Linked DNA regions of Mus musculus: regions 2, 3, 4 and 5 are each linked to region 1. Evidence: chromatin contacts called from public HiChIP or PLAC-seq and promoter capture Hi-C data. All regions are on one chromosome and are shown on one strand. The core of a region is the stretch at or near the end of the contact, and the rest is flanking DNA. Distances in the headings are between cores, read along the strand shown.

Evidence for each region. Promoter capture Hi-C pulls out the DNA fragments that hold promoters and counts their contacts. HiChIP or PLAC-seq counts read pairs in DNA pulled down with a chosen protein or histone mark. Capture Hi-C pulls out chosen DNA fragments and counts their contacts.
Region 2: a promoter capture Hi-C map of liver shows a contact between it and region 1. The contact joins the promoter of Dhx15 here to the promoter of Stim2 in region 1. A contact is called at or near these places in 2 of 39 promoter capture datasets (liver and pre-B cells), 5 of 484 Hi-C or Micro-C datasets (CD4 T cells, regulatory T cells and rod photoreceptor), 1 of 115 datasets of contacts at active chromatin or transcription factors (large pre-B cells) and 2 of 9 other capture datasets (adipose tissue and liver).
Region 3: a promoter capture Hi-C map of pre-B cells shows a contact between it and region 1. The contact joins the promoter of Sepsecs here to the promoter of Stim2 in region 1. A contact is called at or near these places in 2 of 39 promoter capture datasets (liver and pre-B cells) and 1 of 484 Hi-C or Micro-C datasets (CD8 T cells).
Region 4: an H3K27ac HiChIP or PLAC-seq map of thymic regulatory T cells shows a contact between it and region 1, with 5 times the contacts expected there. The contact joins the promoter of Zcchc4 here to the promoter of Stim2 in region 1. A contact is called at or near these places in 1 of 39 promoter capture datasets (pre-B cells), 1 of 484 Hi-C or Micro-C datasets (embryonic stem cells) and 2 of 115 datasets of contacts at active chromatin or transcription factors (large pre-B cells and thymic regulatory T cells).
Region 5: a promoter capture Hi-C map of pre-B cells shows a contact between it and region 1, with 7 times the contacts expected there. The contact joins the promoter of Anapc4 here to the promoter of Stim2 in region 1. A contact is called at or near these places in 4 of 39 promoter capture datasets (the 3T3-L1 cell line, cranial neural crest, embryonic stem cells and 1 more), 3 of 484 Hi-C or Micro-C datasets (B cells, CD4 T cells and pre-B cells), 2 of 115 datasets of contacts at active chromatin or transcription factors (regulatory T cell precursor and stem cell-derived neural progenitor cells) and 2 of 9 other capture datasets (adipose tissue and embryonic stem cells).

The regions. Positions count from the first base shown.
Region 1 is chr5:53,996,038-54,002,280 of GRCm38.p6, reverse strand. It overlaps Stim2 (stromal interaction molecule 2), which reads right to left and starts at 3,758. Exons shown (of 12, transcript NM_001081103.2): 1 at 3,247-3,758. The coding sequence starts at 3,397. It overlaps Gm30601 (a long non-coding RNA gene), which reads right to left. Exons shown (of 2, transcript XR_376962.2): 1 at 6,164-6,243; 2 at 5,668-5,879.
Region 2 is chr5:52,187,346-52,193,588 of GRCm38.p6, reverse strand. Dhx15 (DEAH (Asp-Glu-Ala-His) box polypeptide 15) reads left to right here and starts at 3,043. Exons shown (of 14, transcript NM_007839.3): 1 at 3,043-3,309. The coding sequence starts at 3,239. It overlaps 9230114K14Rik (RIKEN cDNA 9230114K14 gene), which reads right to left and starts at 2,908. Exons shown (of 4, transcript NR_015537.2): 1 at 2,652-2,908; 2 at 1-671.
Region 3 is chr5:52,665,901-52,672,143 of GRCm38.p6, reverse strand. It overlaps Sepsecs (Sep (O-phosphoserine) tRNA:Sec (selenocysteine) tRNA synthase), which reads left to right and starts at 2,443. Exons shown (of 11, transcript NM_172490.4): 1 at 2,443-2,569; 2 at 3,091-3,245; 3 at 6,038-6,156. The coding sequence starts at 2,456.
Region 4 is chr5:52,779,675-52,785,917 of GRCm38.p6, reverse strand. It overlaps Zcchc4 (zinc finger, CCHC domain containing 4), which reads right to left and starts at 2,863. Exons shown (of 13, transcript NM_001308144.1): 1 at 2,704-2,863; 2 at 1,811-1,929; 3 at 738-820. The coding sequence starts at 2,827.
Region 5 is chr5:52,831,683-52,837,925 of GRCm38.p6, reverse strand. It overlaps Anapc4 (anaphase promoting complex subunit 4), which reads right to left and starts at 3,791. Exons shown (of 28, transcript NM_024213.2): 1 at 3,534-3,791; 2 at 2,143-2,248. The coding sequence starts at 3,662.

The sequences.
Region 1 (6,243 bases), core at 2,509-5,008:
GCGGTTTAACACGTCTGGATAAAGTGGCCCTTCAAAATGCTATAATACTTTGAACTAAGAATAGTGGGGTTTGTTAAGATTTTAATACATCTAAAAGACATACCTTAAATTTTTCATTTTATACTCCTGTAATATACCAAATAGGTGAAGTGATAAAATCTTAAGATAAAATATTTATATAAGCACTAAAGAATGTTACTGTAATTGATTCAAAATTATAGAGTATTTTAAAGCTAATGTTGGTTGTTTAAAAATTCTGAAACAATTAGCTGTGTGTGTATATGTTTAAAAAAAAACAGTGTTGTTATTCTACATATTTTCCCAACCTGAGCTTTCTGTGCATACACATACATATATATGCAGAGACAGAGAGTGAAGAGGCAGAGAGATAGCTTGCATACTTTTGCCCTTCCATGATTTCTCAGAAACAATTATTTCAATATTTTGATGAGCTCAACCACTCCACTCTGGCTCAATCCATTGATGCTGTATATATTAAACAAAAAAGGTTTTCAAAAGTACGGATTTAAAATATCCTCTGTCTACTCCAGCCTTCAATCCTTAATCTGAATTAGGTTTTAATCATGTGGATTACTTTTTTAACTAAAAATATAAACATGCATATGCACATATACAATTTAAATATTTTACTATGTGATATTATAAATATTGGTTCTATATTACTACAACATGTAAGACAATGGATCTATTGATTTTGATGGTATCATTGCCTATCTCTGCAAGAATACTTTTGTTGTTGTTGTTCAAAACTAAGAACAAGCCAGACTTAAAGATAATTTGTTCTAAAAATACACCAACATAAGACCCTTGGAAGTAAGCTTCAATGTAAAGGTGTGTTCTGGACTGTTTTAATAAAAAGCAAACGCCTCAGAAGCTCCTAACGGTTAAGTATTAAAAGTGCTAATCTGGGAAGGAAAACAGAGAATGGGGTCGCTGTCAGTTTATGAAACTATTAGACATGTCAACAGTGAGACAGCCACTTTCACAGGGAACCCCGGAGAAAAATTCTCTCACAGTTCTTTCACAAGTTTTCAGATTGCAAAATCCACATAAAATGTAGTTCTCTCATATGCTCATGTCTGCATCTATCCATTAACACTGTCTGGAATGTAACAGGGTTTGCCTGTGGCTCCACTTCCTGAAGTGTGAAGTATCGCCATCCATTTATGTCCCAGGTTTAATAAAACAAATGGAGCCATAAAAGAGAACTACCCACAAAAACTATTAAATGAGAAAGGGCCTTACAGAGGCCATACAATTCAAAGCATTTTTCAACACATTCTACTTTCACAAGTCATTTTTCAATCTACATTTCCCTAAACACCAGCCCTGCTGACTGTATTTTCATAAACTTATTAAAATTCTATTATTCAACTTAGATACTGAGCAGTTGTAAAATCTGAAACTTTAAGTGGAAATGTTTAACGTTTTAAAATTAATATTTGAACATAAGGGGAAAAAAAGAGATCTTTTATAAACAGAAATAATTCCGAGGTCAACATTTCAGCAAATTTATTAAAAAGCACGACAGCACAACTTCACTTTGTGTGATGATCTTTCCCACTAAGAATCACTGCGTCTTTTCAACTGTGCCATAAATAACTACAGAGAAAATTAAAAGGGTTACAGCTTATTAGAAGTCCATCTGCGCTGATTTCTTGATGTTCTCAGTAAAACATACTTGCTTGAAGAGTCAATAAACACCAAAGTTCTAGATCACTTGCCTCTCTGTCAATCACATTTGTTAAGGCATTATGTAATCAAACATTTCTGCCAAAGAGGTGGGGGGACCCACACTACTATACCATTTAGAAGCTAACGTTCCACTCCTAGGGGAGACAATAAGCCCTCAACCTACACTCTAGTGTAGGTTTTAACTAGTTTAACACTGTTCCCTTCCACACTTGCCATATTTTTGTTAGAAAATAACTATTTGAGCATGAAACCACCCAATATATCCCTCCCTACATACTACGTCCCTAAAGATCATTCTATAATCCTTTATCCAAGGCAACCAGTGATGACTTGCCTGGTTCAACTGACCAGGATCTGGTAAGTTTTTTGAGTACCTTGAGTATGCTAATCATTATGCTCTATACCCTCCAACTCTCAAAGTGCCTGACAATGCTTACCGACATCCTTCTTCTGTCTGCAACAGGAAATAGCCTGTCACAGAACTCAGAGGAAAGCTGCTATGATCTAAAGACTCCTGAACACTTTGCTGAGCAGCTGTTAGTAACTCCCAGACGCCTGTTGGGCTACCACTGCAGTTAAATTAACAGTGAATCATCTTATTCCTCTTTAATCCTGCTGTTCTTCCAGAAAACCTAGAGATCTACCTTAAAAATAAACACAGCAGCAAGAAAAATAAGTTACTCTACCTCCAGCACTGTGCCCCAGGAAATCATTTCAGGACCTTTACATCACTGCTTAAACCACACCAGATCAGTTATATAAGACAACGAAGGCTGTAAAAGCATACAATTTTCTACTTAACCTTACCAAACATATTTGCAAGTTTTCAGTAAGTGCTAGAACGTTCTGTGTTTAAAAAAGGTACTGGTGCACTCCATCAGAACTATGCTGCCCAAATCCACGTCACAAATATCCTGCACTTGGTAAATTGTAGGTGTGTTTCTGGTTACCTGCTGCGCTTTCTGCACCCTTTGTCACCCAGTGATGCTCTCAAACAGCATATACTTTCCATCCCTTAAAGCGTCCTCGTACCCCCACAAAAACACACCAGACTTTGACGTTTCTTCATACTAACACAGAACCACTAGTGCCACTAGGTGCTGTGGCTCTCAAAGAATCTCTTCAGCAGCTTCCCCTGGGACAGGGCGCTCAGCCCGGCTCTCGATCGGTAAGAAGCTGCCAGCCGCCTTTGCAAAGGCAACAGGGGCCAACTCCATACCGCATTGCTGCTGCTGCTGCCGCCGCCTACTTTCTTTGGCGGCTTTGGGAAGAGGGGAAATGAGCCCAGTCCCCTACAGACCCCACTGGTCCCTTCGGCAGCACGAAAGAGAAACCACTGCATTGCTCAGCTGGGAAGCTCGCAGGAGCCCACTAAGGGCGAAGAAAGCACAGTAGAGGCGCCAGTCGGTGGACTAGGAAGGCGTCCGAAGTGCGACGACCGGCGCCAAGGCAACCGCTAGGCGCCCTCTCGGGGGATGGGGTCCTGCCGGGAGTCCCGCCAAGCCTGCCCGTCGCCCGCACGGGCCTCACCTGTCAGCAGCGCCTGGCGCTCGCCCGCAGCCGCAGCCGAAGGAGACGCCGCCGCTCCGGCCGATCCCGACGCGCGCCGCCCGCGGAGGTGCCGGGGCACCAGATCGCATCCGTCCGCCACGCCGGCCACCAACAACCCGAAGAGCAGCATTGCTGCCCAGCGCCGCCGGAGAGGGCGGCCCGAGGCCCGGCCCGGTGCCACGGCGGGAGGAGCGCTCACAGGAGCCGCCGGCCACTCGCTCACCGCCAGCTGCCCGGGGCCCGGCCGCCTCGGAAGCGGACTCCCGCCGGGTGCTGACCCGCTCCCTTCACCGGCGGCCCGCGAAGCTCGGCTCGCCGCCGCGTTCATTGGTTCCGGTTATTTAAAAAAAAAAAAAAAAAAAAAAGTGGGGGAGCGCAGTGGTACGGCGTCTTCCGACCCAGCGCGACACCCGCGCAGCTGCCGCGGCGACACCGGGATCCGCTGCTCTGGCGCGGCCAAGCCCCAGCCCAGCGCCCGCGCCGCCGCCGCGGCGCATCCCCCCGCCCCCTCCGGCCCGCGCCCGCCGTAGTACCACGCTCGGCCGGGCCACCTCCCTCCCCTCACACACTCGCTCTCATACCAATCCCCCGCCTCCCTCAGCCCCGCCACGGCGCAGGCGCAACGCCGCGGCACTGCGCGTGCGTGGTCGTGGGCCCCGCCCCTAGGGGCGTTCCCAGACCGATAGGCGGGGCGTGGGACAGCCGCCCAGGCTGTGCTTCAGGAGCCAGAGAAGCTGAGCGGGAGGAAGGAGTGAGTCTCGCCCACGCCGTGATCTGATGATGGGCAGCCTGGAGACCTGGATAAAGCGTATCGACGTCGCAGATCCTCTGAGTGCTTTAACCCCGTGGGTCAAAAAAAACCTTGCAGTGGGAAACAGCGGCCTCCCCTAACTTGGATGTTGGTGGGGGTTACCGGTTGCCAGCTTTGTAGAAGCGGAGGGAAACCCAGCCTAGCTTTGTATTTACTTGACAAACATTTGGCAAAGCGCATACCTTGTGCCAGAGTGCTAGGAATTTCTCTAAGCAATTTACAGTGGCATAGTGTAACTCAATCTCATCGCCATTTTACATGTGACGAAACCCAAGCGCTGAAATGTTAAAATAGCTTAACCAACCCACCGGCCCATAGCTAATAAATGGACATGGCCCGATTTATCAACTACTGAATGGAAATGTTCGAATAATGTGCTCTAGCTTCTTACTATTTTCCATGCTGACACTGAAGGCAGTCACTGCCACTCATCTGCCAAACCACCACTTCTATAGACTGCCAGCTGAACAGGTTGCCCCAACTACAACATAGACTTGACCATTTTGCTTATCTGCAATGAAGCAGTTTTGTGGATGCTCTTGCAATTCTGCTCCAGATCCAATTGATCTAAAAGGGGAAAAGAACCGGAATCTATTTCTTCAAGTAGATGCTACCATTGCAATGGGACTATGTTGTTGTTATTGTTGTTGGCTGTTTTTTTATTTTGTTTCAATTGTGGTAGGAGTCCTCAGGATGTGACCCAGGTAAATGGCACTCAGAGGCAAGCTACATACCTCAGAGACCCATATCAAAGCATTTCTTCAGAAAACCTTTGAAATGTAAAAGGAGGTGTTGAACACACACACATATTTAAGAACTCGAAGCTAGGATTGTTAAGAACATAGGTCTGACTACTGTTGGATTTTGTTGTTGGCTTGCAGTTTAGATCAGTTTGTTCCAGAAGTCAAGAAGTCAAATACATAACAATTCCTTAGGAAGCTTGACCAAAAGAATGTCGGGTAGTGGAAGAGGAAGATGCACACTGCAGAAAAGAATCAGGAATAATAACAAGGCTAATCAACCACAATTATTTCTTGACATACTTCTTAGGGGCATTATGTTGGAGGGTGGGGCCGTTCCTTACCGGGCAACAGTAAGTTTCTATTTTGCTTGCTGAAAGGCAGTGAAGCCTTGTGTTTGCTGAGTAGACAGAACTGCTAGGCACCGGATAACCAGGAAGTAAATAAGTTCCTTTCCTACTCTACAGGAGGCATCATTTAATTCATCAGTATTTACTGAACATCTCATATACGCCGAGCAAAGTATTATACGGTGGGGTATTATATTCAGCAGACTAAGAAACACTTGGAAATGTCAAATAAGTCAGAACTTGAAGCTCTAAAATTGCTAACAGTCCTTTCCTAGGGAACTTTACCATCTTGGACAGGAGATACAATTTTTGTCTATTACCTTATAGATTCTTACACGGTTCTGACTCGGAATTAGTTCCTAACGTGGGTAGTACAAACTATGTTACAGCAATAACAATATAAAACCAGGAAAAACTAGCAATCCACTGGGCCCGAGCTTCTTTAAACAAAGATGGCATACGATTTCTTTCAAACACAGGGCACACTGAGACCCGATAATGGATTTGGAATCATAAATGTTTATTTCTCTCTAGTGGGACCACAGGTAAGGAACCAGCATTCACCATAGCGGCCTCTCTCAGATAGACACGGGCTAGAATAAACCCTCTATTTTATAGATCTGTTTTATGGGTACCGATGTTTCTGGCTGCGCAGCCGTGGTGCACACTGTTACTCAGGGGCACATTGTTCCGGTGCATCATAGCATAGGCCTAGGGAACAGGCAAGAGCAAGTCCATTACTTTGAAAAAAAAAAAAAAAAAACCCATCCGTAGAATTAGATCGAGAATTACACTTGCAAAGTGTACACATAAACACAAGACTTGAGGCGGTGATAATCACGTCCTCTGCCCAGGTTCCCTTTCCTTTCCCTGGTAACCTAGAGCTTCCTGCCTGGTGCTTCTCTTGCCAAATTCCATCAAAATCTTCCTGGAACCCCTTTCCCTTGTTGGCCACCCTACTCCTACAGCCCAGCCCCCTCCTTTAAAGTCCAAACCTCACAACTTGCCGTGTATCTTCAGAATGTGTTCTCGGTCTTATTTTAACACAGTCTTGACTTCGTGTCTGATGGGCAGC
Region 2 (6,243 bases), core at 1,794-4,293, 1.8 Mb after region 1:
CTGAGGCAGGAGGATCCGAAGTTCAGTGCCAGCCTGAGTCTGATCTCATCTCAAAAACCCCCAAACAACTGGAGTCAAGCACCTGGAGTCTTTCTAGGACCCCTGTGGGTCTTTATCTAATGTCTCTTTCCTCAGAGCCTCTTCTTTCAACAGTAGTGGAGACCAAGACCACTTAGCATATGTTCTCACCACCCCAGTCCTCTGTAGATGGCATTCTTAGGACTTGTCTTCACAAAGCAGCTTTCCACGCTGTTAAATGCTGTTTCTCTCCTTCCAGAAAGTTCATGAAGGCAGAAAACATGGCTGTCCTGTTTTGTTATTGTTGTTGTTTTTTGGTTTTTGGTTTTTCCCCGGGTTCTCTAGCACTTAACTTAATGCCAGACATAGACTTAAAAATATCCATTGAATGAATAAATTAAAGATTGGTTGGTGGATAGTCTTGATGTCAACTTGACTGTATCTGAAATCAATTCAAAGCCAAGCAGCTGGGTGTACCTGTGAGCATTTTCTTTTTCTTTCTTTTTTTCTGAGACAGGTCTCATGATGTAGTTCTGGCCATCCCAGAACTCACTAAGTAGACCAGGAGGGCCTGGAACTGACATCCACCCACCTGCTTCTGTGTCCTGAGTGCTGGAATTAAAGGTGTTCTTCCACCTTCTTGGTGGCAGCCCCTATAAAAAGAAGAACGAAGGCTTTGTTCTTTTCCTGCTTGTCTTCACGTTCACTGGCCAGTTCATCTGTCCTGCTGCCAGGGTATTCCTTCCTGGGTTTTAGAACCTATCTTTTGGGATTAACCCCCCCACCCCCCCACCCCCCCCCACCACATACACACATAGACCAAAGATCAGCTGAGACATTCAGCCTCATGGACGGAACAAGTACCGGATTCTTGGCATTTCTGTTGGATGACAGTGACTAGCTAGAACATGATCTATAATTCACTTTAATAAATTCCCATGTGTGTGTGTATACATACATATGTATTTTCATTCCCATATATAGGACCCTGACTAATGCAATTAAGTAATAACAGTATAGAGTAGTAGTTATCTCCTCTAGTTTGGACCATGTCTTAGGATTTTACTGCTGTGAACAGACACCCTGACCAAGGCAACTCTTATAAGGACAACATTTAACTGGGGCTGGCTTACAGGTTCAGAGGTTCAGTCAATTATCATCAAGGCGGGAACATGGCAGCATCCAGGCAGGCATGGGGCAAGAGGAGCTAAGAGTTCTATATCCTCATTTGAAGGCTGCTAGCAGACTACTGGCTTTCAGGCAGCTGGGATGAGGGTCTTAACACCCACACCCACAGTGACACACCGACTCCAACAGGGCCACACCTTCTAAACCACTCCCCAAGCCAAGCATATAAAAACCATCACATCCTCATTAGCCTATATCGGAGAGGTAACTTGCATGAGCTCATCACAGGAATGACCCATTAATACACATTTTGGAGGGAAGAGGATGATCATGGGGGTTTACAAGGCTCAAGACTCTGCACAAGAACTTCAAGAGGACCCTCCTGTCTAGGAACTATAACAAGGAATACAACTGACAGGGGTGGAATTCTTCAGTAATGTAGGTACCTGAAAGATGCTCACAGGACTTTTCAGTGGCTCGTGTGTGTGTGTGTGTGTGTGTGTGTGTGCGCTCGAGTGCATGTGGGGGGGGGGGGAGGAGGGGGGAGAGGGAAGGAGTGAGGGAGGGAGAAAGACAGAGAGAGTCACTATATAGTTCTGGCTGTCCTGGAACTCACTACGTAAAACAAACTGACTCTGAACTCATAGAAATCTGCTTGGCTCTGCCCTCAGGAGTGCTGGGATTAAAGGTACTCACTACCATATCTAGCCTAACAGGTTGTCAATGTACATTTAGACAGTTGTGTTGGATATTGTGAAAGTTACAATATCATCTGTTGTGTTTCTGTTGTATTTAATCTTAGAGATTATCCTTCTGAGAATTTTCGAGGGACTAGAGCCAAGGAGCAGCAAAGGAGAGTCTTGACATGAAGTGATACCCTGTATTTGGGCTGATCCTTAGACCTCTTTCGCCCACACTTCTGGAAATGAATGTAATTGAGTATGCACAATGGCTGAAGGGAGAAAGATACACAACCTCTTAAGTGTCACCTTGCCTCAACAACTTGCCATTACAGTGGAGTCTTAATGGATGAGCTATTTGTTGATTTCCTTCAGTCCAGGTAACCATGTCTATAAAATGTCTTTCAGGGTTCACTCTACTAAGGAGCACAGCAACTAGGCATGCTGGGGCACGCCTTTAGTCCCAGCACTGGGAGGCAGAGACAGCCTAACCTCTGAATTCCAGGCTAGCCTCTTCTACAGAGCTTGTTTGTGGACAGCCAGAGCCACACAGAGAAACCCTGTCTCAAAAAACCAAACCAAACCAAACCAAACGAGGACAGAGATAGGGCTAATGTCTCTGAGTGCCTAATATGCACTCATATACACACAAACGGAGCAAGATTAGGGCAGAGGATTGGAGGCAAAATACAGTGCCCAGTGCGATTACCTCCAATTTTCTGAACCCTATACAAAACACCTATACCTTGAACAAATAGATGTTATCTGTTCTGGGGTGAATGGACAAAACGAGTCACAGTAATTAAAGTTAACATTTTTTCTCACCGCTACAGGGCATCTGGCGCAACAACTGCAAATTCTCGTTCTGGAGTTATAAATTGTGTCCTGCTTTGCCACTTGCCAGCTGTGTGATCTTGTTTTTCTTATCCTTCCTGAGCTTCATACCCTAAAAGCAAAAAGTATATACACAGCTGGATAGATTTCCTAAACAGGACTAGGCTTTTTCAACTTTCCCAACGAACTCCAGGCGGCAAGTGACAGCTTGAGGCGCGTTTCGGTCCTTAGCAGCAGCTCAGATCAGCTCTCAGAGAGACGCGAGGGGAAAGGGAGGAGCCCGCGGGAACTCAGAGCCATTTCAGCCAATCGCACAGCGGGCGGGACGGGAGTTCCCGCCTCCGGACGGCGTGCGCGCGCACCACGCCGGCACGCCCGCCGCGGAGGCGCGCACGCAGGCCCTGCCCTCGTCGCGGCCGCCATTTTAGCTCCTGGTTCGGGCCGCACGGAGCGGGCTGTGGTGGCGGGAGGGGTGGGGGTCCCCGCGAGTTGAGCCGCGGGCCTCTTGTGCGTGGATCCGGCTGCCGGAGTCTCTCTTCTTCCCTCCTTCCTAAGCGTCCGCTTCTGGGAGTGCGAGGATGTCCAAGAGGCATCGGTTGGACCTGGGGGAGGATTACCCCTCCGGCAAGAAGCGTGCGGGGACCGATGGGTAAGCCAGGCCGGGGCGCGCAGTCGCGGCTCGGGCTTTGTTGGATGGTGGCGGGGAGCAGGCCCGGCTGCCGAGCCTTTGTCTGCCGTCGGCCGGCTGGGGCGCGTGCCGAGTGTGTGCGGCCGGGGCGAGCGGCCTGTGGCGGCCACGAGGCCGCGGAACGGCGGGCGTGCGGAGCGGGCCGCGAGGCCTCGGTGCTCGCGTGAGGCCCGCAGCCGGAACCGGATGGCCAAGGGCACTGCCCCCGTGGGCGGCGGCGGGCGCTGTCTGTTTTGGGGGAGGATAGAGGCGAGCCGACCTCGGGGCGCACTGTTTGGCGGGAGACGAAGGGCCTTCTTCCATTGAGGCACTTCAGGAGAGGCCGTTGCCAACTTCCGCCCTCTGCCTGCCCTCCCGCCATCTCCTTTATTTCCTGCTTTGCTTAAAAGCCGGCTTTGCTTTTAAGTAGCATCACTGGGGTAGGCCTGTGAAAACACGTATTTCCCCCTCCGCTCTGGAAGTTATTTCTATCTCCTCCCCACTTTGGACGCACTTTTCAAAAAAGTGATCTTAAGCGTGTTTGAACAAACAACACCCACGTGCAGATTGAGAAAGGCTTACACCGATTCCTGGTCTGGCATTTTAGTTCCTTTTCTTAGACTTTTCGCAAAGACAGGGCATTTAGCAAGTAAGCAGTTGTATTATCATTTTCCAGTCTTTTCTTTCACAGTTCATACTTAAAATGTACTTTTGTTTATATTCCTACCCTCCCATTTTAATTAGTTGTATGTTTATGCTTCGGCAGTACAGGGATCTGTTGGGTTAATTAAAAAATATATCCACGGAAGTCCAAATGTCCAAAACAGTTGTAGGATTTTATCATTTTCTTATGTCTTGTGACACCGACTCGCTGTCAAGTCAGATGTGTGGTCTCTTGAGTTTTTGTTAACGGAAAGTCCTTTGGGATTGATTTCTAACTACCAGTGTGAGAATAGGTCAGGATAGGATGCGTTCTGTCGCTCTCCTTAGGTTGAAATATTGAATACGGAAAGCAGGTTTGTTATGTTTTGATTGTGTAGGTTTTTTTTTTTAAAGCTTATAACACTAAGCATTGTAATAATAAAACATCCCAAGACAGCTGTTCTCTCAAGCAAACATTCCAAATGTTAGTAATTGAGCTCCATCAGTTCTTAGGTAGAAACAGCTCATGAATATTCTCCAAGGGAGAGCAAAGTTGCAGTGAGCTTTTTCCATAGATTATAGTGGTATGTAGAATTCTCCTTTTCTCAACAGGAAACTTAGTACTGTAGTTAGGCATCACAACCTGTCATAAATGGCATTTATATTGGATTGATAAAGTGGGGAACTTCTGTGAAGTTAAAGTTAATGTCACATTTGGCTAAGATGCAACTAATTTCTCTCCTTATAGAGGTCACATTGGGATGAACACTGAGTTTGTGCAAGCAGAGTTTTTTTGTGTGTATGTTCACGACTCAATGCTTTTATTGCAATTGGGGCTCCACATTACAGTGATTATGGTCATTTCTCTTGCAAAACATACAACATTGGCAAAATGGACTTTGCGTATATCGCGGGTAGCTTCATGTTTCCTCTGAATATTTCATATTTGTCACTAAGTACAGGAGAGTCCTTGATTTCTAGAGATTCTGCAAGGCAGTTTTTGCAGTTTCCTAAGTTTTTTGAGTACCTTTTCTTATAGAACTGGTTTTCTTTAGCAATACAGTATTTGTGCTTGGTATTTTTTTTTTTTTCCTTACTTGATTTGAAGGCACTTTTGACTGCCAGGGACTCTTTGCTTCCCTCCCTCCCCCTCTTTGCTCTTGTTTAGTGTATTTGACAGCATAGGCTTGTTCATTTTGTCACCCCAGCTGTCACCAGACCTTGCTGTCTCCATTCCAGCACGTGTGGGTGGGGGTGGGGGTGGAGGGGCGGCCAGGAGAAGAAACCACGGAGTCAGTTACCTCCTCTTGACCATGATGGCCTCAGGGGTCAACCCAGTTTTTCAGTCTGAGCCATCTCACCAGCTCCCAAGAAATCTGGGAAGGACATTTTTATCCTAATGGTTCTTAATATTCCTGATAAGAATTTGTAATTATGTGTTTCACTACAATCCCGTGGTAGCTGAAATTAAATAATAAGATGATAAGATGCAAAGGGCAAGAAATTTTCACACATAAATGTATAAAGAAAAAAGCAGTAAGCTACTACAAATCATTATTTCCATCTTTGGAGTCCATACTTATTCCTAAATACAAAATGTAATATCAGTGAGCTCTTGGGATTTGGGTCCCATTGGCTGTGTAGTACAGTAGTTGTCTCTTGTCTTGCTCATTGGTGTTAAGTGCTTTCCTCGAATTTTCTGTAGATGAAAGTATGAGTATCCTTATGTATGCACGTTAATGCACATGCTTAGAAGTTCCCAAAGTGAGACTGTCAGAAAAAAAGTAGTTTATATAAAATATCTAGAGTAGATGACTAGTTTCCATACTTACTAGCAGTATATTAGTGCCTATTATTATTCCAAGTACAATTTAAACTGAAACATCAGTAGTAACCAGTGTTTGTTGGTACATTTCAGATATTCCAGGCATTATTACATGTATTATCTTATTAAATGTTTTTAGTTCCATCTTAAAAGCCACAGCTTGCATGTGAGCAAGAAAACATTGTTCTTAATAATTGTCAGTGTTGACTAAAGTGCTGTTTAAAGCACTTTTCCTTCCTTCCTTCCTTCCTTCCTTCCTTCCTTCCTTCCTTACTTCCTAAAAAGAGACAGCATCTCTCTACTACTGCGTAGCCCTGGCTATTAGAAACTCACTATGTAAACCAGGCTGGCCTCCAGCATAAGCAAGAGATCAGCCTGCCTCTGCCTCCTGAGTGCTGGGAGTAAAGGCATGTAACCATCACACTGAGATTGTTTTTAGTTTCTTTAAA
Region 3 (6,243 bases), core at 1,194-3,693, 1.3 Mb after region 1:
GGGGACAGTGATAGACGTCCACGTAGCAGCCACTGTGCTGAGGGAAGTGAACGGCATTAGAGTAAATATGTCCTGGCCTACACCTACACAAGAATGAAAAGAGGTCAAAAGCCGGGCTCCACCTAAAGTGAGAAGGATGGGAGCAGATTTTCTAGTGAATGCAAGTAGATGGGAGCCTTGCCCGAAAAGGAAGCTGTCTACTTTAAGGTCATTGGCTTGTAATGAAGGTCCCAGTTAGCCTATAGCTTTAGAAGATGGGCTGTTTCTGAAAGATCTCTTTAAAACCCTCAGTTTGAAGTATCTTCTTGGGTTAACTTTTCATGCTGACAGAATTCTGGTCTGTTTTCTTTTCAATTAAAAAACACCATTAGTACACAAAATAGTGGGTTCCACGCATACTTTGGTTTTAGTCCTCCTTTCTTCTCCCTCCTCCATCTCCTTCCTCTCTTCCTCCCTCCCCTTCCTCCCTCCCACCATCCTCTCCCTCCCTCACTCCATCCCCTTCCCCTTCCTTCCTCCCCTTCCTCCCTTCCTGCATCCCTCCATCCCTTTTCCCTCCCCATCTCCTTTTCTCCATCCCCTTCCTCCTTTCCTTCATCCCTTTCCTCCTTTCCTTCATTGTCTTCCTCCCTCTCTCCATCCCCTTCCTCCCTCCCTCCATCCTTTTCCTCCCTCCCTCCATTCCCTCCCTCCCTCCCTCTGTTCCCTCCCTCCATCCCTCCCTCCCTCCTTCCACCCCCTTCCTCCCTCTCAGTGCTCCCTTCCCTTCCCAGTTTGCGTTGCAGGTGAGCATGCTCTTTGTTACCCCCTTTCCCACCCCTGCCACAGGGCAAGACAGTGCAGAGGTCCTTCCATCTCTCATTCTTGCTGAAGTCATTTTAGGTTTGACTAGAATTTGATCTTCTTGATAGAAGTAAGTGGCTTGGTTATTGTTAGAATTTTTTTTTTGACCCAGGTTAAAATAAAATCAGAACTTAGAGAGACTATACAGGCTGTATCTTTTGGCAAGGAAATACCACAGACCACCCTGAAAATGGACATACACTATCTAAAATACATTTTAAAAATCAATCTAAAAATGGTGAAATGGCCATTGAGGTCATGGTTCAGCCCACTTTTGTAGACTTTTCCTAGACTATGTTGTAGGCAGGTTACAATGATCCTCAGTTAACCTCAGTGATCTTTGTCAAGCTTCACAGCTAATGTTGACTTGGGAGACTAACCAGCTTGTCTATGTTGCAATGAGTGGCTCCATAGAGACATGTGATATCCTTTTGAAGATATCTGGTAGCCCCTAAGCAAATGTCCCGGGAGGCTCAGAGATTAGCCGAGCAAAAGGTCCAACCATTTACCACATCCTTTCTTTTCAAAGGCAGGGGCTAGGCACCGGTAGTGTACAATGGTGCCTTTGAATAGCTGCAGGATTGTGACCTTTGTATGCTCAGGGATTTTAATGGGTAAGAAAGCTGGCTTGGCAGTGATCTCTCAGAACATTTTCATTGTTTCCCACATCTCCCCTCTTTCCCCATGAGCCTTTATTTTTATATGGCTACGATTCTATGAAATAGTGCATTACAGAGTCCCGTAGCTTCTTGTCCATTTTTGTTGTGGTGCCCAAAAAAGGTGAGGAACTCTTCTTCCCTCAAACATTTCAAAGTCATATAGAATTTGCAGGCCATGTGTGCTTGCTTGCTGACATGTAAGTACATATATGTTCTACCAGTGGGGAATTCCTACATTTGGTAGACTACTACTATGTTCTAAAGATACACTATTCATGGACAAATGTTAGTACAAAGTTCTTAAAGGAATTCTGTAGATCTAAACTTAGTAGAGAAAACTCTAGATCTCAGGTAAGATATGCATAAGGTTCCTCTTCCCATAATATGATGGTGGGTTGAGTTATTGCAGATTATTGCATAATTTAAAATGAAAAGAGTAACTATCATGAGATAAATTTGCCGCGAGAGCAGGGCTCTATCCTTTCCTAAGGTTGTCAGGCAGTAGGAATTGCTGAAATATATCAAGGTATGTATGATGTAAGGTTCTGGAATCTGACACAGTCTGGGGAAGACTCAAACAATATGACTGGAACAGATCATAAATTGTCATTTCCTGAGAAGCCCACACAATGACTCTTCTGCCTTCTCTGCCCTCTCTTGAAGTACTAGTGTTCTTGATTACAAGAGGGCTTACCTAGCCCAATCCAACTCCCCTTTCTTCTGGCCGGAAACCCGTTAATCTTGCCAACTCTCTCATATATACTCAAGGTTTCCAACTTCTTCCCAAGTGCTTGTGGTGTTGGGGAATGGGAGTGGAGGGCCACCAAGACGGCTCTGCGCATGCGCGGAAGTCGAAGGCGGCGTCTTAGGGTGTTTTGGGTCCACGGCCGCCCCGTACCGTCCGGGCAGCGCGTTGCATCCTGGGCCTCGGTGTGTGTTCAGTGGGCGCCGTCATGAACCCGGAGAGCTTCGCGGCGGGCGAGCGGCGGGTGTCTCCGGCTTACGTGAGGCAGGGCTGCGAGGCTCGGCGCGCCCACGAGCACCTCATCCGGCTGCTTCTAGAGCAGGTACTCGGCGCTCGGGCTCGGCGTGTGCCGAGAGGGGCGGGGCAGCGCGGCGCCTTGGTGTGTGCGGAGCTGTCAAAGTCCAAGGGCTTGGTCCGCCGGGGCCATTCGGGGATAGATCGCATGCGGCCGGTAGACCTGCGCCCGCGGGCAGCTGCCCGCCGCACCTCTCTGGCCTCACCTCTTGACGGGAGTCCTGAACCGTAGTGCCCCCAGGGTCTGCCAGCCCCTAGTTTGAAAACTCACCCGAGGACGTCACCTTTTCAGTTTCCCTAACTCCACTGAGCCCTCGCAAACTTCAGTGGCCATATTACATAAGTCCGCAACCTCTATAGTTTGTAGTCAAATAGAAAACGAACGTTTGGCCAATTGGCAAACGTTCCTTCATAGCTGCTGAGTTTATTTCTGATGTGAGGAATCAAGGGTCATTAAAACACATTAAAAGGAATTCAAGTACATTGATGTGGAGTTTTAGGGGCCGATAATTTACCTGAATATAAATGCCATTACTTTTTTTTTTTAAGGGCAAGTGTCCAGAGGATGGCTGGGATGAAAGTACCCTCGAACTCTTTCTGCATGAGCTTGCAGTCATGGATAGCAACAATTTCTTGGGTAATTGTGGTGTGGGAGAAAGGGAAGGGAGAGTGGCCTCTGCTTTGGTTGCTCGACGACATTACAGGTATGGTTCTTAAACTACTTATGAAATTATTTACTTATTCATTCATTCTGGGAATGGGAGTGGAAGGAACTTAAAATAATGGTGGTGGTATTCCTACTAAATTATAAAGTTTCCACTCAGAAATAATCCCTTCCCTCATGAAATGGGTAATGGGTACAGAAATCAAACGGAACTGAGAGATGGAACTGAGAGACTTGGAGCTTTCAAGACAGTAGTTCTGATATATGGTGGTTTCCTCTTTCATCCAGCAGACTGGTCAACATCACTGGTGCTGTGTTCTGACAATATTTAAACTAGTACATCTGTTATAAAAACTTAATGAAGCAAAACAAAGCAAAATTTAAAAAAGCATAGTTACGGCTGAGGAGCTGGCTCGGTGGTTAAGAGCACTGACTGTTCTTCCAGAGGTCCTGAGTTCAATTCCCAGCAACCACATGATGGCTCACAACCATCTGTAAGGGGATCTGATGCCTTCTTCTGGTGTGTCTGAGGACAACTACAGTGTACTCATATACATAAAATAAACAAGTCTTTAAAAAAAAAAAACAGTTCATTTCAAAAGGAATAAGAGTTATTCTAGAGATACATATAAGTGACAGGTGACCCCAAATATTATGTTCTTCTGGATGGTAACAGTTCCATGAAATTTTTATGTAAAATAGTCGCAGAACAAAATCATAGGCCAAGACACTTTTTGACTACACTAGTAGAAATATAGAGGTAGGCATGTTTAGGAAAAGCAGGGAAATTCCGTTGCAGGCCCTGGCTGTTGTCTGATGACATTCTTAGCTTATGGGTAGGTGAAGCTAGGGGGTTTCTGTCCCTTCCAGAAGGATTGACCTAATAGTCACAGGGTTGCTAGGTCACACAGAGGGAAGATGTTTTGGTTCTTGGCCTGCCAGTTGCTAACTTGCCACAATCATAGACGTTCAGCCAGCCTTGCAGAGTGTTTACCATGGGCGTGGCCTTCTTTCTTTTTCTTTTTTCAAACTTCACTTGATATACATCATGGTTGTGTGTTGTTGTGTTGTTGTTGTTTTTTTTCTTTTTTAAGACATTCTCACTTTGTAACTGTGGATGGCCTAGAACTCACTTTGTAGCTCCTGCTGGCCTCAGACAAAGAGGTTCACTTGCCTCTGTCTCCTGACTCATAGGATTAAAGGTGTTCAACCCCACTTGCAGCCATGTTTTCTTTGTAATGTACAGGTTTTACTGGAGAGTAGAGCGTGTTTATCACTGTCTGAATTCCAGCAGATGGGGGAGCAGTTGTATTAGATGATTACATTATTTGTATTAGTTTTGAGATTTTACTCCATTCTGAAAAGTGATTTTTTTAAGAGTCTCACCTGCCTCTGCTAGGACTGAAGGCCTGTGCCACCACTGCCTGGCAAGAATGATTTAATCATTAATTGGTAGTGCTTTTGGATATGACTGCTTATTTCTGTCTTCCACCCTTTCTGTGAGAAATATGATCTCTTAAAAAACTTCTTGTTTTTTTGTTTTTAAATCATGGTGAAATATTTGAGGCTTACTAAAATTTTAATGAAAATATTTGCAGTCAGAAGTGATGCTAATGAGTAGGGATGCAGATTTCCAGTCTAACAATGCCCTGGTAACAAGGTCCATAGATAATGCATATGGATATCTTGTATATAAGGCGTGCCTGTAAAGAAGTACAGTACCAGTTAGTGCTTCTGATACTCTCATTATACACAGTTTCAGATCTAATTGAATGTAAGGAGCATCAGAAGGAGTTGTTTCTTTTTAAAATTGGAGTATTCCAATTTTTAGTGTTTTTAAGTGTATAGGACCATCTAATTTAAGACACGTGGATTTGTACACTCATTTTTAAGAAACATACTTTAGAAATTAGGAAAGTTTTTGCTTGGGTGGTGGCACTGCCTGTAATCCCAGCACTTAGCAGAAATAGGGGCAAAGGTCCAAAGTATAGGGTCAGCCAGGGCTTCTTAGTGAGATCCTGTCTCAAAAGGCCACTGTCACCGCCAACAACTAATTAGGACAGTCTCTAAAGCATCGACTCATTCAGATTGAAATCTGTCCCACTGCTCTAGTAGGCAGAAAAGAGGGAATAGGTTGTTACCTCTACTGTGGTTTTAAACAGATCACTCCAGAAGCTAATGGCTTAAAATCATTATTTCTTCCTGGTTCTGTGTGTTAACTGAGCTCAGCAATGTGTTTCTGGTGTAGTTATCAAATGCCAGCTAAGACTGTAGTCTTATTGAAGGTGAGAGTGGGCAGTCTATAAAAGATGATTTGTTTACATGGCTAAGGGCTCAGATCTCATCTTCTGTTATGTTAGCTCTTCCCAGTGTGGCAGCTGGATTTTGGAAGGCAGTGCACACTAGCAGACTCTTTAGAAACCAAGTAGACTTAGTGCTTCTTATGACATTTTAGAACTCAGAGGCTTTTTCTCTTCTTCCTAGTCAAAAGTAAGTCAGTAAGGACAACACTCCCCCACCCCCACCCCCAACCCCCACCCCCACCCCCTGCCACACAATCCAGATGTAGATATGGAGGAGAATTAAACTATATCTTTTGGTGTGGACCATCATGGGAAAAGAATTTGATAATGATGGTCTTTGTAGATTAGCTACTACAACATATTGAAACTCTTTCAACTTAAGGTTTTTCTACTTTAGTTGTTTATGAAGTATACTGACAACAACAGAAAACTACCTCTGCTAGTTTTTGGTTATTTATTTGTAAACCTGCGTATTGACTACTTCAACATTGAATGTATCTGTATGGGTTTTGGCCTATTTTTTGCTTAGGTTCATCCACGGAATTGGACGATCCGGTGATATTTCTGCTGTGCAACCAAAAGCTGCAGGCTCTAGCCTCTTGAACAAAATTACTAATTCTTTGGTGCTTAATGTCATAAAGCTTGCTGGTATGTATCCTATCAATCATAATGTGATTGATGAGTAGATAGGACACAAGTTTCCTACATTTTTGTGTCTTCAAAAATAATATGAAT
Region 4 (6,243 bases), core at 1,614-4,113, 1.2 Mb after region 1:
AAACAAACAAGGGGGATGGAAACATGGCTCATCCGTTAAGAACAGATACTGCTCTTCCAGTGGACCTGGGTCTATTCCGAGCATGAATGTGGTGGCTTACAATAATCTTTAATTCCAGTTTCATGGGATCCAATGCCCTTTTTTGGCCTCCATAGGTACAAGGTACAAATATATTACACAGACCTACATGAAGGCGGAATACTCATAAAGAACATGGATGTACCTTGGAAACATACTAAATGTAAAAATCATAGATATCAAGAACAAATAAAGCCAGGCCGTGGTGGCACACGCCCTTAATCCAAGCACTTGGGAGGCAGAGGCAGGCGGATTTCTGAGTTCAAGGCCAGCCTGGTCTACAGAGTGAGTTCCAGGACAGCCAGGGCTACACAGAGAAACCCTGTCTCGAAGAAAAAAAAAAGAACAAATAATATATGAATAATGAATAATATATGAATAATCAAATTCACAGCCACAATGAGGTCACCAAGGTTTGGAGTAAATAGAATAAGGAGTTATTACTTCATTGTGAAAATTTTCTGATTTTTTTTGATGTGATTAAAAATGTTTAGAACACAGAAGAAACAGTTGCACAAATTGTGAATAAAATCAATACCAGTGAATTGTACACTTGCAAATCATTAAAATGGAAAGTGTAAAAAAAAATAAATGAAGGTAAGTTTAAAAAGCAACATCACTGACAAAGCAATAAGGAAAAGAAGACATCATACCAATACCTTTCTATGCATTGTGCCCGGGATAGAGGAGGCTGGCATTTTTGATTATGAATTTCTCGGGCAGCAAGTCTAGCTTCTGACAACTGAAAGACAGAACAAACGTTTGTGTATTTGTTTGTTTGTTTGTTTGTTTATCAGAAGGGCAGAACACACCATCAATATTACTCCCTCTTTATCTAGAACTTCCCAATCTCTAGAACTCTTGTGAAATAAATAACTGTTGTTTTTCAATATTCTCATTACCAACTAGAAGTTGCAAGGAGTAATGGCACACTCAGGAGGCAGAGGCAGGTGGAGCTCTGTGAATTTGAGTTCAACCTGGTCTACATAGTGACCCAGGACAGTCAGAGCTACACAGGAAGATACCAAAAACTAACCAAAAACAAACCAAAAGAAACTAATAAATAGCAAAACTGAAGTTGTAAGTTGACTACCCAATACTAACACATCAAATCTTATAGGGAACTAATTTTCATTTAAGACAATAACACATCTGTATCAAAGTTCAGAGTTAAGTATTAACTTTAATGCCCAGAATTTAAAAACAAAATCCAAAGCATGAAATTTTCATCCCTCCTAAGATATTTATCTTGGGGTGAGAGAGATGGCCCAGTAGTTGAGATCAAACACTACCTTAAGACCTAACTCTATTTAAAACACCCACATCAGGAGGTTCATAACTGACTGTAACTGCAGTTCTAGGGGATCGGAGGATCTCTTCTGATATCCATGGGTACTTGCACTCATGTGTGCATACCAATAAATAGGTGCACACACATATACACATAATTAATCATTAAGCTGGGCAGTGATGGCACACATTTATAATTCCAGGACTCAGGGGGCAAAGGCAGGCCAGCCTGGTCTACAGAATCAGTTCCAGGACAGCCAGGGCTACACTGAGAAACAATGTCTCAAAAAAAAAAAAAAAAAAAAAAAAAAAAAAAAAAAAAGGAAAAAAAAAATCTTTAAAAATACCAAATGCACTAAAATAAAGAAATCCTTTTATATAATGCTTAAACTTCATGTTTACTGGTTCATTCTCCGTAAAACTAGCCAAAATGTTACTGTACCTTTTCATCTTCCCACTGAAAAAAGTTACAGTCTTTTCTATCTCTACAGGCTGAGCAGGCATAAAACTTTCGTGTTTCTTCCTTCCCTTGGTTCACTTTTACAAAGAGAAGAGTAGGCCCTAGTTCCAGAATAGGAAGAAAAAATAAGTATCAAGCAGTAGTCTACACCAAGTTTCTCTGCCTTAAATAAAACTTATTTAGGCATTATACATAATTTATAATTCAATGTACTATCCTCTTTGATAAATCTTATTTTCTTCCATTGCAACACTGATGCATTTGAATATTAGAAATAATTTTTAAAACTGCTCTCTTCAAAAAGAAAATGCTTTCTGTTTACATTACAATAGTCAACAGCTGGGGTCCATGACGAAAGTATGCTTAAAAGAACAAACGCGAATAAAACAAGGGGGAAAGCCCGGAGAACTGCAAGGTTTGCCGTTACCATTTTCAGTGAAACCCTGAGCTTTACAGTTGGAAAGCCGCAAGAAGTAAACTTAATTAGGCTTCCAGGGTTTTGTTGTTTATTCTAACTTCAAAACAATAAAACCCCATCAATTCAACAAATTAAATTCCGCTAAGAACTTGTCAGCAAGAAGCCTTCAGCCCCGTGCATTCTACGTTCGGCTTTCTCCCTAACCTGTCCCCCAAAGCAGAGATGCTAACAGCTCTGGAGACAAAGCTCCAGCAGCCAGGACCTCTCTGGGGGTTTACTAAATAGAGTGACAAACACTTTCTGAAACCGGGTGTTATTCACGCATCACACAAGGTAAGGAAGAGGGGGTGGGAAAAAGCCTTCTCTTCCAGACACAAATCCGAAAAACCCGCAGAGCACCTAGCCCAAGCCTCGCCATTGGCGCCGCCGGCAAGGCTGAGCGCAGACGCCGACCCACCGTGCGGGCACAGCGGGGCAGGAGCCGTGGGGTTCGAGGGAAGCGCCACCTCTACCCCGGACGCCCTACGCCCCGCGTCGCCATCACCCTCCAGGGACTCAAGACAGTCCATGGGCGCCGCCATCTTTCTGCCGAAGTCCCGAAAGCCTCTGTCCCAACCAAGGAGGCGGAGAAAGAGCGCCGCCGCGGCACGCGGAACCCACAGCGCCCCACGCGTCCTGGAGGAGCCATGCCGCCGTCAGACCCAGAGTGAGAAACTAAGCAGGACACCCACCCACCCACCCACCCACCCACCCACACACACACCCGTGGGGGTTCTGGGGTGAAGCTGGAAGGCCTATGCCAAGAGAGCACCTATAACCAGGAGAAGAGATGAATCTTTAGAACAAAGATCTGATTAGATTATAGATCCAAAAGAGCAACAAAGAGGTAAACAATGGCTGAACCACACAGCACAGCAGCTCTATTGCGTTTAACAATGCCAAAGAACTGTCTAGTCTTTTGGTTTGGTTCTGTTCTGTTCTGTTCTGTTCTCTGACAGGGTTTCATGTAGTCCAGGCTAGCCTCTAACTCCCCAGTAGCAGAGTGTAGCCTGGAACTCCTAATCTTTTGCCTCTACCTCCCAAATGCTGGGGTTACAAACACATGCCTCACCATGCCTGGAGCTCATCTAACACTTGCTCTTACACGTAATTATTGAATTCTCGTTCTCGTTTGTACCTCAGGAAAAGAATGTCGCCATTTGCCAGTGGCAGTTGTCTACATAAAAAATATCAAAGAATGTACACTTTTTAAATAACTTCTAGGTTAACTTGAGTTTGGTAAGTTTCAGGATATGAGACTAACATACCCTGGCAGTGATTGTCTAAACATAAAATTTAGAATACCACTTAGAATTTCCAAGCAAAAGAAGCATGTATTTGTTTAACGTACACAGGTCTCATGAGCAGAAAACTAGAAAATGTGGTTGAAAAAAAAATCAAGAAAGATCTAAATAAATGTGGAAGCGTGGTCTGTTCATTACACGGGAAACGGAACACAGTAAAGATGCCACCTCCTACCAGGTTAAGTGCAGACAGGTTGAGTGCAGTTTCTAGCAAAATCTCAGCCAGATATACAAAGTATTATTCTGAATTTTATAGGGAAAGGCAAAGAAATGGCTAAAATAATTTTAAAAGAAAATAACCAAGTGGGAGAGATCAGTCTATCTAATTCCAAACAGTGGTAGTAGTAGTCAAGGCTCATTCATACACACATCTGTCAATGAAATTGCAAATTGTAACACGCGTACATGCGTGTATACACACATGCACATGCACACACTCTGATCTGAATAAGGTACATGAGGAGGTATATAATTATGATAATAAAGCAGCCTTCAAAAATGATACAGTCTTCTCTTTTCTGAGGAAAAACTTTGGTGAGAAAAATCCCACACCTTAGATTTAGGTACACAGTTATTCACCAGTTTACAACAGGCACAAATTCTAGAAACTCTGCCACTAGGGGATTTTATTGCATAGGCATTAGAGTAAAATTTAAAAAACTGGGGAGGCTACAACATCACCAAGATCCTAGGTTTTAGGGTTTTTTTTTTGCGGGTGGGGTGGGGGAACATTTACGTACACATCCCATCGGTAACTGGAATGTTATGAGGTGTTAACTATGGTTGATAGACATCTATGTATTTATTTGCTAACAGGGTTATGATAATCATCAGTAAGTTATGAGTGTTTTTATTGCCTAATAGAGTCTTTACTTCATACTGGGAAATACTGGGGGCAGAAATACTCTGAAATCCTTGGAAGGATTCTGATGGAAACTGAAAATAGACCCGAGCACAGGGGTGGACTCTGGCTGCCTGTCCTGTCACTCAGAGTTTGATCCTAAGACCCAATGAATTCGGAAACTCTTCCCACAGAGTCTCTGGACAAATCAGTAAAATCCTACAAGTACCAGGAAGACTATCCCATTATCCTCAGAGAACTCCACTCTCCAAATCTCCTTCAAACACAATGAGTGAAGCCAGATCTTTTGTAGAGAATGTCTTAGCATTGTCTCTATCTTCTGGTTGAAAAACTTTGGTCCTATCAAACACAAGCAACAGAGATGACTGATACGACAGTCATCATGATGGAGATGTGTAGTCACTACTGGGGCATCCTTTTCCACAAGGATGGTGTTTTCTGCAACAAGTAGCTCTGCCTATTAGCCTTCCCTGTAAATTTCCAGATGCTTGGTAGAATATGGTCTTTTGCTTTACCACTCCAGTCACAGATGTAAAAGTACTTTTTATTTGCCTATCCAACTGTTGTCTGGAAGGATTATGGTCTCAATCTGCTGACCTAGGCCTGGTCCTGGAAGCTTCTGGCCTCCATATATCTGGACTTAGAATGTTTTCAGCTTCTGAGACTTCTTGGTGAATAAGCTCACCCTTTCTTGTTCTTTCTGAACTCTAACTGCCTGTTCAACCCAGCAGTTCTGGCTCACAAACTCCTTTCCAAGCTGACTGATTTGATCTGGTTTCTCTTCCTTGGCCTTTCCTGAATGGTTCTGCTTGACCTCATACTAATTTTGGCAATCTGTTCTAATCTTGTGTCTCCTCATTCACTGGCTCGTTCTGTCTTCATCTGTGTCTGGCTTGTTCTCTCTGCAACTAGTCTCTGTACAACTGTCCCAATGAAACTGCCTCCTTCCTCTCTTTCTGTGTTCTTTTGCTCTCCCTCCCAAACACCCTGTTCAAATACCCTGCAATGCTCACATCTGGACCCTGATGCCCTGCTGAGCTGGCCAGGAAGCCCCCTATATGTCCTCTCTCTGCTTTCCTCCCCAGCTGTGAATAGCCCCAAACTGTGATGCTTATCTGGGAAGGCCTGAGACCCAAAGGACCATGGGAGATTTCTGGGATCTCTAAAAAACAGTGAGGGGGCTGGGGAGATGGCTCAGCTGGTAAGAGCACTGACTGTTCTTCCAGAGGTCCTGAGTTCAATTCCCAGCAACCACATGCTGGCTCACAACCATCTGTAATGGGATCCAATGCCCTCTTCTGGTGTGTCTGAAAGACAAGCTACTGTGTACTCATATATATAAAATAAATAAGTCTTAAAAAATAATTAAAAAAAAAGAAAAACAGTGAGAACACTGCAGAACTACATACCCCAGAACTGCTACTTCTGAGCTCTTGAGACTTCCTGAGCTCTTCTTTGTTGTGTTTTGCTTTCTTTTGTTTTTTTAGAGACAACAGCTAGCCAAGTATCACTGGCCGGCCTAGAATTCACTATTGTAACCCAGCCTGGCCTTTAACTTGTGGCCATTGTCTAGCTTCAGCTTCTAAAGTTCTAGGATTACAGGCATGTGCCATCATGTGTGGCCTTCACCTTAGCATGTCTGATGTGCTGGGCAAAAGTGCCATGGAGTAGGTCTATAGAAAGCCAGAACAGCCCTGAACAGGAGGATACGGTTCCGTGACAGAGTGATTGATTGCCTGGTGCAGGAGACCCTGGCTCCCACAAAGCAAAACAAAAAACAGCTCTGCAGATA
Region 5 (6,243 bases), core at 2,542-5,041, 1.2 Mb after region 1:
GGGAGATCCTATACTTTTAGATGAATAATAAAGTCCTCAAAATGTTACTCAAAAAAGTTGTTTTTCGTAAGTCCGGTGTGGTAGCTCAGACCTGTAATCCTAGCATCCTGAGGTAGGAGGAAAGAGTACTGTTACGAGCCCAAGGCCAACCTGGGCTACAAAGTGCAACCCTATCTCAAAATACAAACAACAACATAACCTCTAATTTCAGAGCTACAGATCAGTAAAGTCAAAGTGCTATGTTCTTTTATTAGTAAATTCAAGAGCATGCAGGAGGCCCCGAGTGTAACCCGGGGTGGGGGTGACAAGTTCCTCTATTACATTTATTCTTATTCGTGAGTGCTCATGGGAGCAAATGTGTGCCGTGCACATGTGTGGAGGCCAGAGGGTAGTTTTGGGAATCGTTTCTCCTCTGTCACCACGTGGATGCTGGAGATCACACTCAGGTTTTCAGGTGTGGCAGCAAACACTGTCACCTGCACAGAGCCATCCCACTGGCCCAACCCCTCTGATTTTATATGTTCTACTCATCTAAGAAAAAGGAGAATGGCTATGCTTAGAGCATTCCTGGAAGTTCTACGTTTAGGAATTAATCCCACTAAGTTCTCCCACTTGCTCAGAATGGTTACGCACTGCTTATACAGCTGAAAGCCGACATGTGATAAGCATCACGGCCAACAGCTGTACATTACAGTATGGAGACACAGTGGTTAGTGTTCACTTAACATTCAAAGCGGCAAATCTGTTTACACTGGCCTGAACTAAGCCTATCGGAATAGATGAATTCAGATCAAAATGCACAAACAGATCTCTACACACATTGTCAGAGCTGCTCACCAAAACAGCTATCAAACAAGCTTTAAGTACTTATATTTATTTAAAAAAAAAAAAAAAAGAAAAAGAAAAAAACAAAACTAAGCAGGAGGACATACTCATATTACAAATGTAATTTATTTTTTTTCTTAAAGTACCTTCAGGCTTGCTCAACCTTTTGCCACAGTGATACAATGTAGTTAACCATGAAGTTCACATTAGAGAACTATGCAATCACATTACAAAAAACAAAAAAAAAAAAAGAAAAAAGAAAAAAAAATAAGAATAATAATAGAGAAACCCTCCACAAACAAAGAAACAAAAAAAAAAAAAAAAAACCCAAAGTTTTGAGGACGTTAAAATTTTGTGCTGGGCCATATTCATTGTTATACAGAGTCCCATGTGACTTATAGACCACAAGCTGGACACCCTGATAAACTTCAAGCTGCAGCCCATAGCAATTTACTATTCTAACACTAGGACTAACTGCTCCAGAAACTATCAATTTAAGAAACTAAACAAGACAGCACAGTGGTGGTGCAAGCCTTTAATCCCAGCACTTGGGAGGCAGAGGCAGGAGATTTCTGAGTTCGAGGCCATCCTGGTCTACAGAATGAGTTCCAGGACAGCCAGGACTACACAGAGAAACCCTGTCTTGAAAAACAAACAAACAAACAAACAAACTAAACAAGATACACACACACACACACACCCCCATGGAAGATGAATGATCTGAGCCACGACAGCAGGAAAAGACCTTTGGGAAATGTAGAGTCACAGTGCGCAGCCCCTCCTGAGTGGTAGCTTACATAGAGGAGATTTATGAACCTCACATTTAGTACTAACTGAATTTGGGGGAGAAAAAGACTGTGATGGCACTGAATGGACTCATGAGTGGTGAATGGTACTTGGATCAAATGATGTAGGACAAGAGAGCAGAGAGAGCCAAAGCCAATTATTCTGCAAATGTCTCAGACTTTGATCCTATCTGCCACAAAGCCAGGGCTCATTAAAGACTTATCCCTGCCAACAACAGACTTTCATGAAAAATATAAGCATTCTAATAAGAAAAAAAAGTCTCAAACTAGTACTTATAGTTCTAATATAGGGCCAGATACGGTAGGCCACACATGTCCTTAATCTCAGCACCTGGGAGGCAGAAGCAGGTGGATCTCTGGTTTACACAAAGAGTCCTAGGCCAGTCAGGGTTATACAGTAAGACCTATACAACAGAAACAAAACCATAATTCTAAAATATACCAAGAAAAAGTACTGTTTTTAGACTATCCTTTTGGAAATAAGAGATACACGTTTGTAGCATTATCATACGTTTGCCGTCTGGTCTCCAGGCCAAGCAGGTCACTTCTTTTCCTGTACTTTCATTTGGTGGGAAACTCCAAACTCGATGAAAACTTGCAAGGCGATGCAGCAAAACCTAAGATGAAAAGACATGATAGCAGAAAGCTGCAAACTCACCTGCAGAGATAAAATGAACCTAGACCCACAGAACAAAAATTTTAATTACTACTTTTGAGTATTTTTTTTTGCAATCTACAGAACAACAGTGTCCAAACGAATGTAAGACATTTTCAAAGAAATGGGTGAACTCAGAAGGCCCAACTTAGTCCTGTACTCTACATATTTTCTTTCTTTTTTTTTTTTTAAGGTACACCTACATGTATGTATTTGTACCACATTTGTGCAGTCAGTGCCCCAGGAGGCCAGAAGAGGCCATCAGTTCTCCCTGGAACTGAAGCTACCGACAGTTGTGACCATGTGGGTGCTATGAACCAAACCTAGGTCATTTATAAGAACAGCAAGTGCTCTTGATAGCTGAGCCATGTCTCCAGCCCCTTTTGTATCTTTTAAACTTACCTTTTTGAAAAGGTTAAAAAGCCTATCCAAGACAATAGACAAAAGAAGTAACACAAACAACATGAATATGTAGGTGACATAGTAAAATAACAACAATAATGACTGCACTCTTAGCCCACGCCTTAGCTATGTCACCAGCCATGGATCTTAGAGACAGAGCCGTGCCACACAACACGATAATGCAATCTGGCACACTAAGCATTTCTGGGTGCTAGGCCTTCCTTACCACCTAGTTTTACATAGGTGAGGGTGCTAAGTGGCATGGATGATGGGACCCTTTCAAGATGGCTGTCAGGTAATAGTCATCCTCCACAGAAAGATGGGTATCTAGTTGTACTTGATATCGCATGTTCACGTTCCTAATGTCAGAAATGCTAACTGACAACGTCCACACGCATTCTGTCTGCAATTCTGTGAGGCATCAGCCTTTCAACTTAAAGATCTTCTAAATAGCTAGATGTAACAAAGATGTAAAACCTCGGAACCAAGCATCCTCTGTAGCAACTGCACACACACACACACTTCCAGTTGGACTTGACAGTTCATCTTCATTCTCTACTAATCTGAAACCAACTTTGGGCGGGGTCTGATGGTGCATCCCTGGCCAAATCAATTCCTGGAGTCCTGGGTGTGCAGAACTTGGAGGGAATTTGTTCTTCTGGGCCATACAGGAAATGGAATACACATCCTGTCTGGAAGGCACAGTATTTTACACAGTCTCTTAAAGTTAACAGCCATGCTGAGATGTAGGGGCAGGAGAGATGTGCGATTCGCCACGTCTGCCAAAGGGGAAACTGAGGCTCGAGGGTCCCAGCCCAGGCGACCTCTCTCACCAGCTCACTTACCTCGCCTGTAGTGTTGGCCAAAGCAATGAGGTCTCGCTTGGGGGACCAGGCCAAGAAAATAATCTCCTGTGGCAGCTGCTTCTCTCCCACCACCCGAAAGGATGGGAAACAGGTCGGAAAGCGCAGCATGGGTGCGGCCCTGCAACGACGTGCGCGAGAAGGCCGCCGGAGCACCCGGCCACAAAGCTCTGGCACAAAGCCCTGCCAGCAGCGGTACCTGCCAGAGTCGCAGACTCGGCCTACTCCTAGCCAGCGGCCTTCCCCGCCCTCTCACTCCGCCCTCCGCGCTCGGAGAAAGCTTCCGGCGCCGACGCCGGGACGTCTTCGCGAGAGGAAGTGAGTGGCACAGCAGCCGCGCGCCGGTGGGGCGGGGAGAGCGCAGGGCGGGGCTTGATGTAGGGCGGAGCCGTGTGGGCGGGGCGAGCGAGTGCTTAGGGCAAAGTTAGCCTAGGCTACAGCGGGTGAGGGCGGGGCTAGAAGGGAGCGGAGCTAGGCCGTAGCTGGGCGTGGCTAGGGCGGAGCGAGCTCTGGTGTCTCGGAGGTCCCCTACTCTGGGCTGCCCGCTGCACAGCAAGTACCAAAGGAATCCTTAACCCTGTATACGCGGACGTGTGGGAACCCTTCCAGGCCTTTTCCGTTTGCTCAGAAATTCGCTGCTGTGTACACAATCCCTTTTGTTCTAGGTTTAGGCTCTAATCAAAACTCCGGACTCACACACTGGACCTCCTTTGGCACACAGTCGTTTTCAGCCCTGGATGCATTGTAGAATTTAAAACAACAAACCTCTCTATCAGGCAGCATTTTAGCAAATTAAAAGAGGGTTAACATTGGACGGAAATCACCATTTAAAAAGAAAACAAAACACTGAATGATTCCTATCTACAGACATATACTGTTAAAGTGCTTGCACCCTCCCTAACAGGGACAAATAGTGTGTTTTCTTTCGCCTTATTTAAATGATTTCTTGACTTGTAGCAAACTCACCACAGTTAAGAGGAAACAGGATTTATTCTGTGGCTATCTAAGCATTCAATTTTGTGAGAAAATGTGGACAGACACTGCCCAGGCAACCTCAATTGTCAATCTGTTGATCACAACTGCTCTGGGTTTTAAGTATAAAGACCACTCTGCAAGAAGGGAGAGCAAAGTAAGTCTACATTTTATCATCAGTAGTACTGTTTATCAAAACTGTTTCCCTCTGTCATGGTTTGAATATGCTTTGCCCAGGGGGTGGCACCATTTGGAGGTGTGGCCTTGTTGGAGTAGGTGTGTCACTGTGGGTGTGAGCTTTAAGACCTCATCCTAGCTGCCTTGAAGTCAGTATGCTGCTAGCAGACTTGATATGAAGTAGTAGAGCTCTCAGCTTCTCCTGCACCATGCCTGCCTGGATGCTGCCATGTTCCCACCTTGATGATGTCCGACTGAACCTCTGAACTCAGAGATCTGCATGGCTCTGCCGCCTGTAATGCTGGAATTAAAGGTGTATACCACCATGCCTGAATCTAAACTTAGCTGGATGGGATCTTACCCCCAATCCCTTAATCTTTTATTTCCTAGAACGTAAGATTCAGCTCCATTTCACTTCCTGGTGCCCCTTTAATATGTGAACCACATTTTGTATTTTTCCTTTCTAAACTTGCTATGCTTATTTAAAATGTTCTTCATGAGACTTAACCAGAGAACAAGGTCTCTGCTGGGCTTTTTTGAGACTTTGTCAATGCAATTAATATAAGTCTCTTTATCTTAGACTCAGGTAGACTCTTAAGACAAAGGCAAAAAGCAGCCACAATCTTCACCAAAACACTACAAAAACAGTTTCTGGGCCATATTGAAACTTTCCTCCACTGAACCGTCTTGAGCCAATTCTGAACAGTTCAAATCAATCTCAGCAACTAAATCTTTCATATTCTTACTAGGATAGCCCATTAAGCCCCACTTAAAGCATTCAACTGCTTTCCAAATCCAAAGTCCCCAAATCCACATTCTTCCAGACAAAAGGCCTATCACAGCAATACCCCACTTCTGGTACCAACTTCAATCTTAGTAAGAGTTTTTACTGCTGTGAACAGACACCATGACCAAGGCAACTCTTATAAGGACAACATTTAATTGGGGCTGTCTTACAGGCTCAGAATTTCAGTCCAGTCCATTATCATCAAGGTGGGGACATGGCAGCATTCAGGTAGGCATGGTGCTGGAGGAGCTGGGAGCTTTACATCTTCATCTGAAGGCTGCTGGCAGAATACTGACTTCCAGGCAGCTAGGGTGAGGTCTTAAAGCCCATACCCACAGTGACATACCTACTCCAACAAGGCCATACCTCCAAATTTCACACCCTGGGCAAAGCATATTCAAACCACGATGCCCCCACAACTTCACTTACTGTTTTTGGAAAGAAATCCAGAGACTAACTCACGTGATTCCAGTTTGAATAGTTTCTAGTAAGAGTTCTAGAGCCATAATATTTGCATTTATATGAAACAAACACTTAGTAATATGATTATTGTTACATATAAAACAAACACCACACTGCATAGTAAGTAATACATGATAATTATTAACACAACACATCTATCTACCTTTAAGGAAGTCCCAGATTTGGTAAAATATGATAACTATTGGCTTGCTCAATGTAGTTAAAAAAAAAAATCAAACCAAATGTCCAACCATAGGAACATTTTCTGAACTTTTTTTTTTTTTTTTGGATATG